2 separate regions of the Mus musculus genome follow, and region 2 is linked to region 1. The links are chromatin contacts, called in public Hi-C maps. All regions are on one chromosome and are shown on one strand. Each heading gives the region's core, a stretch centred on a gene start, on an enhancer-like site or on the middle of the called end of the contact. The rest is flanking DNA. Distances are from core to core; before and after follow the strand shown.

Region 1 (5,107 bases), core at 434-2,933:
AAGAAAGCAGGCTGAGCAAGCCATGGGGAGCAAGCCAGTAAGCAGCACCCCTCCATGGCCTCTGCATCGGCTCCTGCCTCCAGGTTCCAGTCCTGTTTGAGTTCCTGTCCTGACGTCCTCCAATGATGGATTATAATCTGGATGTATAAGCCAAATCAATCCTTTACTCCCCAACATGGTTTTTGGCTGTAATGATTTAACACAGCAGTAGCGACCCTAACTAAGACCAGTTAGTGCCAGGGTAGTGGGGTCTTGCTGGAACAGCTCTGAGAGCACAGAGAATCTGTGTTCCAGAGACAGCCAAGGTTGTACCTTGTGCTGCAGCTGGACTTGGTAATGTATAAGAGTCACGCCGGTGGTGCTGGTTTTGAAGGCGTGAAGAGGTCATGAAGAGCAGCTGAGGCTCAGCACTGGGAGAGGTCAGGAGAGGCCATTGGTGAAGGTGCAGCCACAGTGGTGGTTGATGGCACAGGACTAAGGGAGTCATGCAAGAAAGCTGAGGCTTGGCACCATGAAGAGAGCCTATGAGAGGCTACTGGTGAAAATGCAGACCAGTTGTAGCAGAAGATCCAAGCAGTGTTAGAGATGCCAGTACCACGGGACGACCACCAAGAACAACAGCAGTAGGGGAGTGGAGCCAGCCAGAACCTTGGAACCAGGCTGTGTGCTACAGAGGGCAGAACTGGAGACGTGACTCAAGCCCTTTGGAGGAGCCCAGAATATCATGAGTGGATCCCCGACATTTTATGGTTAGAGTTTGATTTTACTTTCATTTGATTGAGACTGTGACCTGATTTTTCCCTCCTGAAGTAAGGTATTTTACTGGATCCCACAGTTGAGAGACTTTGAATTTTAAGAGACTTTGATTTTGAAAGAGATTGGATATTTTAAAGGGATGAAAATTTTAATGTGTTTGAATTTGTAAAGATGGTGGGACTTTTAAAGTTATTATGTTTTTAATGTCAGGCTTTGGGGATAAATAAGGAAAGGTTTCGACTTAATAGTGATGTGTCTGTGTGTCAACTTGACAAGGGGTCAGTTGTAACTGGCTGATTTTGTGTGTCAACTTGACACGGGCTGGAGTCATCAGAGAGGAAGGAGCTTCAGTTGAGGAAATGCCTCGATGAGATCCAGCTGAAAGGCATTTTCTCAATTAGTGATCAATTGGGGGGGGGCACAGCCCAAGGTGGGTGGTGCCACCCCTGGGCTGGTGGTTCTATAAGAAAGCAGGCTGAGCAAGCCATGTAGAAGCAAGCCAGTAAGGAGCATTCCCCCATAGCCTCTGTATCAGCTCCAGCCTCCAGGTTCCAGCCCTGCTTGAGTTCCTGTCCTGACTTCCTTCAATGATGGATTATGATCTGGAAGTGTAAGCTGAATCAGCCCTTTCCTCCCCAACTTGCCTTTTGGTCGTGACTAAGACACTCCTCACTCACACCTGACTTAGTCTTGTTTCTCTCTGAACCTTGACTCAGTGACCTTTGACGGTGCTGGCGCCTGGCCGACCATCGTGCTTGGCTTGCCTTTATTCTGGAAGTGCGCACTTTTGAATCTACCCCTATGCCATTGAACTGGCTTTAAAAAAATAACCTTATCTCGTATGTTTCCTGACACCACCAGGCCACTGCATTCCGAGCCAATGGCTTTGGAGCCTGCTAGTGAACACCATCTCTGGGCTTCCTCTCAGCTGGAAGCACAGGAAACATTTGTTCTCTGGCATCTTGGGTTCAGACCAGCATGAGACTGAGGCCAGGGTACAGCCTGCCTCCCTGGAGCGGCTTTGCTGGGGATTTCTGATGAATGAGTCAAACCGGAAAATAAAAGAAGCCATTAGAACCTTTGTCCCAGCTGAGGGAGAAATTAAATTTCTGGGCTCTGGCCTAGAACAAGAACCAGGCATCTCTCTGTGTTGGTGGGGCTAAGAAATGAACCCTGGGCATTATGTACTTGCTCTGCCACTGAGCCACCCTAACCCTAGAGTGCAAGCTGTTTTTCTATCTTTTGCATGACTGCTTACATCTGCTGGGACTGAGAAGGAGGAACACATCTTGTCTTTGCTCAGTCTGGGCTTTAGGTAGGGACTCAGGACTGATTCTTCCAATCAAAGCAGCCCCATGTCTGTGCAGGGATTCCCACTCAAGCATCTCCAAGAGAATCATCAAGGGCTGCATCAGGAAGGTTTCTGTCTTTGGAGCAGGAGATGCCGAGGCAGGCAGTGGTTCACCCAGAAGTGTGAAATGACAGTGACAAAGGAGAGGAATGCTGTCCAAGCACTTGGTTGAGTCCATAGTTCTTTGGTGCAGAAAAGCCACCTACATGGCATGCTGCTGACAGTTTTCAGTAAGCCCTTTTTAAAGGCTGGATTTGGGAAGGTGTTCCTCTATGTCCACCGTCATCCATTCATATTGATTCAACCTTGAAACACCATTCCAGGCTCACTAATGAGATTAAGGTTCAGAACAATCTCCTTAGGAATTTAAATGTCCCTGTGCACACGTACATGCATGCATGCACGTGGAGGCCAGGGGGGAACTACTCACACCAGCCGTGAATGCCGCCATGGCATCTTTCTGTGGAGTCTGAAGGTCAGGCTAGTGTCCTTGTGCTTACCCTAGTAAGCCCGCTACTGACCGAGCCACGTCTCCAGCCCCAGAAAGGCCTCTTCAGCAGACCATACAGCTGAAGTAAAGGACCCTGCAACAGCTCACTCCTCATAGTTTCCCTTTCATCCACTTCTTAGTCTGGTGACCAGCTGACAAACATATCAACAGTTCCAGAAACTTTCCTCATTCTTGATCCAACAACCCCACACTTGGCAGCTTATTCTCATGAAGTAATTGTAATTGCAGAATACACATGTCATAGCTGAGTGTGGCTAAGGACACAGTCCTCTCCTCCCCAAATGCCACTCAAGCAATAAAATGGACACAGAAATAACAACAACAACAACAACAACCCCCCCCAAAGCCAGTGTTGTGATTACAGACAGTTAGGTGTAAGGTCAATGTGTTTATTAAGGAATTCCTAGGGAATAGAAGGCCAGGACAGAGCAGAGCAGACTGACAAGATACAACAGAAGCGGCATGCTGCGGGGCCGAGCTTTCGAGTACCACAGAGGGAATCCCACCAAAGAAACTGCTGATCAGAGGCAATGGAAAGAGAGGCCAGGGTGGACACAGTGCAGGTGTGAGCTAGCTTCTGCACCCTGCTCAGGTATTCAGTCATCTGAGAGGTCTGCCTGCAAGTCTTCAGCTGGGCTATCCTGTAAGCTGAGGTATCCCTCAGCTGTCTCCATACCTACAGATAGATCATTTCACCCACTGAGACAGGCAGAGGCATGGCGTGAGGCTGAGGAAGCACATCTATGGTGATCAAGGCAGAGCCTGGGGAGGAAGATGGCAGCGCACAAGGCCATGGCTCAGGATCCAGGCAGGATGAGGGGGAGAGAGAAACAAGAGTACAGAGTAAGAGTCAGGCAATCAAATGTGAAGCTCCTAGCAGTCAGGGTCTGAAGGGCCCCTGAGTACAAAGGATGTACAAAGGGTTTGAGATGTACACATAGATTTTGAAGGGAAGCCAGCTAGGGACATATTATAGACCAGGCTGGGGATGTATTATAGACCAGGCTGGGGATATATTATACACCAGGCTGGGGATGTATTATAGACCAGGCTGGGGATGCATTATACACCAGGCTGGGGATGTATTATAGACCAGGCTGTGGACGTATTATAGACCAGGCTAGGGACATATTATACACCAGGCTGGGGACGTATTATAGACCAGGTTGGGGATATATTATACACCAGGCTGGGGATGTATTATACACCAGGCTGGGGATGTATTATAGGCCAGGCTGGGGATGTATTATAGACCAGGCTGGGGATGTATTATAGACCAGGCTGGGGATGTATTATAGACCAGGCTGGGGATGCATTATAGACCAGGCTGGGGATGTATTATAGACCAGGCTGGGGATGTATTATAGACCAGGCTGGGGATGCATTATAGACCAGGCTGGGGACATATTACACAGCAGGGCCAAGCCATGACTTGAGTTTAGCAGTGGTGCTGGGGGAAGGCAGGGGAAATCTGGAAGAACACGAAGAGAGACAAACCCCACAGTGTCAGTGACATAAAAAATGTCCAGCACGGGACATTTTCATCTGTGTGTGAAGGATGAACCTCTGCATGTAGCATGGGGTCCCTCCCACCCTGCCAGCCACCCGCATCTCCCTCTACTTTATGTCTTAAGTTTTAAGTCAGCAAAGGGATGGGTTTTGATATGATTATTTCATGCGTTCATGTCAGTAGGCTTTGCCTTTGTTAACCTTCCCCTCAGCCCTCTCTCCCCATACTCCTCTCAGCAGCTCTGGCGCCAGCATCCCAGCAAGCCATATGCTTGTTACCCTCCCTCACTCCCTCTCCCCCCATCCATGTTCATGGTCCTCTTTCTAGTTTCACGACCTACACATACACGCACACGTGGGGAATGGATGGATGGACAGACGGATGTAAGTCTGTGTGAGAAGCACATGGTATTTGTCTTCCTGTGTCTGGCTTATATTACTTAGCATGATCATGTGTGGCTCCACCCATCTTCAACGTTTATAGCTGAGTATGATGGTGCCTATGTGCCGTGCCTGCTTTATTAGCCCATCTGTTGATGGCCATCCAGGCTGACAAACATGCAGCCTCTCTGCTGGGTGCTGACTTGAATTCCTGTGGGTCTGCACCTGGGGTGGTTTGGCTGGGTCACATGGTTGTTTGGCAGGGTCAAATAGTTGTTCTCGTTTTCATTCATCTTGGGAGGCATCTCTGCACTGATCTCCACAGTGGTTGTAAAATGCTCTAGGTCCGGTCAGCTGACTTGTAGGGTCCACAGGCCTCCTTATCCCGGGACTTCTGGCAAGTTATTGCCAGTAGGGCCTGTGCTTCAGAACCTGAGGTCTAGAAGAGAGACAAGGCTGGTGGGCTCCCTGGGCCCTCTGCTGTGCAGCAGCAGGTCCTCAGCCCTCCCCCTCGCTGCTCCCTGGCTCCATGTGGTCCTCATTCAGTGATTGCTCCTCCCCTCTTCCTCCCCTGGCTAACAATCCCTTCATGCCCTGGG
Region 2 (5,101 bases), core at 1,795-4,294, 200 kb after region 1:
CATTACACTAAAGCATGTGCTTATTCTTTGGGCCTGCAATTTTGCTTTTGGGAACGTACACCAAAAGTTAAATCCACCAACAGTTAAGTGATGGTAGTGGGTTCCCTTCTAAGAGAACTCAGTAGCTCCAGAAGGATGCTAGGTTTCCAGCACCAGGTGATTTCCCCATTGAGTGGGCTCTAGGTCCAATTAAATCGTTGAAAGTGGTCATCCTGTGCCCTGGCTTCTATGGTACCAGAGAATATTATGAAATATTAGCAAAAGTTAACATTGGTGATAATTCAAAATACCTGAAAATAATCTGAATGCCCGCATCAAGGAAAGGTAGGCCCTGTGGAATATCCTGTATTTATGAGGAGAGGTGTCTATGCCCTGTGCAATCTTCACATGCAAGGCCCAGCTGTACCACAACATGGCTCCCCATCAGTCTGTCCCTGAGAGGTGCCAAACGTCAGAAGCAAAGAACAGAAAGCAAAGCACAGCTTGCGAGCAATCCTGCCCTTCCTTCCTCACACTTCCTCACAGTGTCGGTGACCGCCCCATTCCCTTAAGCCCCTCAGCCAGCTTCCCTTCTCTCTGGCATCAGTGGCAGCATCTGGCAAAACCAGACCCAGTCCTAGGCTCTGCCCTCCCCTCCCCCTGCATTCAAAGACTCAAGACTCAGGGCTCCTCTCTTGTCTCCCTGGGCTCTGCAGGCCCGCGTCCTTCTTTATTGTGGCGTCATCAAAGTCAAAGAACAACCGCACTTCTGTTCTCAATGGGAGCTGAGACTGCATCCTGAGGCGGCTTCTATATGGTGGGAGAAAAGACTGTGCCATGTGGCCTGCTTCTCTTTGGCAGACGGGCTGCAGGGATGCATATAAGCTGTTCCTTTCATTGTTTAGAATTGTATTACACCTCAAAGTGTTCCCATGAGTGAGCTAAGTGGAGTTAATAAGCCTACTGTGGGTAAATGTGTGAGGACAATTTCTGTTGCCTCCCTCACACTGGAAAAGGGAAACAGGAGCCTGCCTATGAGTGTGTGTGCACATGCACGTGAACACGGCTTTCATTGCAGTGAGCAGGAAAAGTTTGCACTGTGAAAAGAAAAGGAGTTTACAGAACAAACAGAAGCTTCCTCCGGCCGCTCAACCCTTCCTCCCAGTGTGCTTGGTTCCCATCTTCCCTCTCTTTAGTTCCAGCCTCTGATGGAGTCCACACACTGCTGCCGCCCTTTGTTCTGGTCATAGAAACCCACCCTAGAAGGAGGGAGGGGCGTCTCCCTTTCAGAACACCCAGGGCAGGAGGTAGAGGGGCTGCAGCTAGGTAAGACGCCCTTTCACTAGAACCCCCATATAATGATGTTCCAAAACAGACCTCTCCAGTCCCCACCAGGGAAGGGGAGGAAATCCCAGTCGCTACAGGACCCTGGCTACCCCGTTAAGCTTCATAGCCCATGTTTTGTTAACTGTGGGCATGGGCAGAGGAGGGCTGCCTAGAGGCTAATTGGCAGAACCACAGAATCACTGCAAGTAATATTTTGATAACATTTTTTACTATGAGATAATCTAAGGAAACACACAAACTGATGAATTGAGTTAATGTGAACATGGGCATCTTGATGTTGACTAATTTCCAGTTTTGTTGCACAATAGTTGTGCTTATACACAATGACTGGGAGACTGGAAGCCTCTAAAGTAAATTTCCACTTGTGAATCAAGCATTAACAATCTGGTAATTACTGTAAAGGGCTTAAGTAGTGCAAAATCCTCCACTTATGTATTTTCACAAGGCATGAAGTGTGGCAACCTCATTCTGCATGTGAGCTGGGGAAGGCATGGAGGACCGGCCCTCCACTATTTATATGTGTACAACAGGAAGATGACAAGAGCTTTCCCCTGTTCCTTACAAGGAAGCTGCTAGGCATGCTGGTCATAGGGGGTTTCCAATGCCCCTGCAAAAGGCCAACCTACCTCTCCAAACCCAACTGATGAAAGGAAAACATACAGTGAAAAAGGTGGCCTCCTGGAGAGGGAGTGCATCTGTGCACTGTCAGCAGGTGAGACCTGCTCCTGCATGTCCCAGGAAGAAAAAAAACGAGGAGGAGGAGGAGAGGGAAAAGGAATAGAAGAAAGATGAGGGAGGAGAGGAGGAGGAGGAAGAAGAGGAGGAGGAGGAAGAGGAAGAGGAAGGGAGAGGAGGAGGAGGAAGGAGAGGAGAAGGAGGAGGAGAAGGGAGAGGAAGGGAGAGGAGGAGGAGGAAGAGGAGGAGGAAGAGGAGGAGGAGGAGGAGGAAGAGGAAGAGGAGGAGGAGGAGGAAGAGGAGGAGGAGGAGGAGGAAGAGGAGGAGGAGGAAGAGGAAAGGAGCTCCTTCGGGTTCACAGGAAGGTTAGGTGGGAACAGACACGATGCCTGCAGAATTCCAGGCCCCTGGTGTGGCACAGAGGCAACCAGCTTATTCCTGTTTCTGCACCTTCCAGCCTGGCTGCCCGGACTACATGACGCTATGTAAGTGGTGTCTGCTAATGCCATTCCTGACTTTCAATCCTTGCTCTCATCCACTTCCAGGGAGAGGGAAGGGGAAAGCGGTCAACACACAAATCATGATATTTGAAAACATACGGTGGTTTTCTTGTACTCATTCCTATGTACTATTTAATCCTTGCTACATGTATGTAAGACCCTGTACATACACAGCAACACATGCACACACAGTGAGTCCTCATTCACCATTAAACTATGCCAATGCAACAGTCTGGATGTTGGGAAAAATTCCCAGACCTGACCTCTGTCTAGAGTTAGAGGCTGACCTGGAGCAGAGGTCTGAGCAGGGCCCAGCTCTGACATTCTCCATAGACTCGGACTCCCCTAAACTCCCCCTGGCCTGAGGAGGAGCTAGCCTGGCTTGCCCTTGCTCTTCGTATGTTGTGTCTTCATACTCCAAGCTATGCTGCATGCAGTGTCCAGTGGCATGAAGAGCAGAGGGAGCTCAACAAGCACTTACCAGGGGACCACCATGCCACAGCCATAGGCATGATGGGTTCAGGATTCGGAAATCAGAACAACAGGGCTCCCTCTAGTGGTGTAGAACATACCAACAAATACTACTACCCATCTCCGCTCAGGCTCAGTGTCCTGAAAGGGACTTGCTCTGACTTTCGGTGCTGGTCTGGTTGTTTCTTCCTGGGAAATCAAGCACTACAGTTGCCTCTCCTCTAACATCCATCCCCACAGCCGAGAAGGAGCGATGTGCAGAGTCGGCAAACCTGTTTCATTTAAGAGCCATGGAAATCTCACCCAGCAAGGACAGAATATAGGGCTGGAGACAGACCTAGGCCAGCCAGTGACCCAGGTATCTGGAGGAGGAGAAGGACAGACTGAAGGCAAAGGAAAAGTGAGCCTCAAGCCCGAGGTAAGAAATTAACTTCCTCACGTGTGTGAAACTGCATTCGGAAAACAGCAGTAATTAGATTCAAGCTGTTTTAGCCAAGCTCAGCCTGGGATTCTGAGCAGCCTGGGCTGCTCTGCCAGTGAGGAGCCATTAAGATCATCAGCATCAGTCACCGTCCTGTCAAAACTGTGTCTGCTCAGATGATGCTATGGTAGACTCAGAAGGATTGTCTGTGCTACAAACCTGAACTAGGCCGCTGTTCACACCGTAGCTGGCGCCTGTTATATAGATCAAGCACTGGGGGTTAGTGGGTGAACAAAATCAGTACTAACACAAGATGGCAGGGGCAGCAGCACCAGGAGAAGGTGGATCAGCACCACTAAAACTGCAAACTGATGACGGACAGGCAGTGTGACAGGCCCCAAGCTGACCTCAGCTATGGCTATGGCAAAATATGTATTTTAACTGTCATTCAGAGGGGTTTGGTTTCTTTAAACCAGATTACTTCTCTCCATTTGTAAGAAAAATGAGAAATGACAGAAAATCATTGTCAAGTCAACAGCTTTAAAATGTGAACTAAGGTGCACCACTTGCTGTGCAAGTACAGGGACCAGAGTTCAAATCCCCAGAATCCACATAAAATCCATGTGCTTACATGTGCACCTATCACCCCAGGGCTGAGAAGTGGGGCAGGCCAATCCTGGGGGCTGGTTAGCCAGCTGATCTACCAGGGTCAGTGAGAGGCCCTCTCTCAAGAAGGCAGGAAGCGACAGACGGCAACAAAACCACTATCTTCCGCATATATAGGCACAACTGAGTGCTCACATACACACGTACATGCACAAACACACATACTAATCTCAAGGCTCTAACATAGGAATAATAAAAATATTTCTTCACATATGTGTGTATGTGTATATGTGCATGTTTGCATGTGTAAATATATGTCTATGAGCAGGTACACATGTGTTTGTGTTTGTATGCATGCACACGCTTGTGTGCAGAGGCCTAAGGTAGGAATCAGATGTCATCTTACCCTGTAGCTTATATACTGAGGCAGAGTCTCCCACTGAACCCAGAGCCAGCTCTTTAACTAGCCAGAGTGCTGTGTGGAGCTCCTGTCTCTGCCCTACCATGTCCTGCAGTCACAGGTGAGCCACCACACACCTCAGTTTTTACTTATGTTCTGGTGACCTGAACCCTGACCCTCATGCTTGGCAACGAGCAGTCCTGATGATAGAAATCTTAAACAAGTTCCTCTGAATGCCTCACACACGGTTCTCATTTGCTTTAGCAAAATGAAGACAGAAGACATAATAAAAGCACTCTCTGAAGTAACGCACAGCAAGGCTTTACACTCAAGCTCATGGAGATTCCTGCACGTGCTACAACCCAGGCAGCCTGGGGGTTTCTCTTACAGCACTTGTCCATGGCAAAGTCAGATCTGAAGAAAAATTCACTGAATTCCTGAGCCCTTCTCTGTTTGGCATAAGAATTGCTTTGGACCAGATGCCCCCAACAATGTTTCCTGCATGACATGACTGAGCATAAAGATGCCATTGTCTCCAGAGATTTGCTGAGGTGCTTGTGAGCCAAGGTTACACTGCACCAGAGCCCATTCTTTGAGCTTGGCGGCAAGCACGGTATCAGTTGGCATTCTCCGCATCAAGACGGTACACTGCCTTTTTTCTCTGTGCTCTTTTCAGTGAGTCCCCCTTCAGATCACAAAGCT

What was found. A called contact is a pair of places that touch in the nucleus more often than the background predicts.
Region 2: a Hi-C map of the N1E-115 cell line shows a contact between it and region 1, with 3 times the contacts expected there. The contact joins two enhancer-like sites. A contact is called at or near these places in 25 of 484 Hi-C or Micro-C datasets (the 3T3-L1 cell line, the HL-1 cell line, the N1E-115 cell line and 15 more) and 4 of 115 datasets of contacts at active chromatin or transcription factors (T-cell acute lymphoblastic leukemia, astrocytes, cardiomyocytes and 1 more).

Annotation. Positions count from the first base shown.
Region 1 is chr9:122,021,353-122,026,459 of GRCm38.p6, forward strand. No RefSeq gene overlaps it. Among named protein-coding and RNA genes, the nearest start is that of Gm39464, 23 kb to the right of the region's middle. Within about 2 kb of position 1,684, at least 73 of the 459 cell types and tissues checked have an H3K27ac peak or open chromatin away from gene starts, as enhancers often do. A contact at or near this core is called in the N1E-115 cell line and muscle stem cells, where this site is marked.
Region 2 is chr9:122,222,482-122,227,582 of GRCm38.p6, forward strand. The region is part of intron 11 of Ano10 (anoctamin 10); the gene reads right to left. Among named protein-coding and RNA genes, the nearest start is that of Mir8106, 49 kb to the right of the region's middle. Within about 2 kb of position 3,045, at least 27 of the 459 cell types and tissues checked have an H3K27ac peak or open chromatin away from gene starts, as enhancers often do. A contact at or near this core is called in the N1E-115 cell line and muscle stem cells, where this site is marked.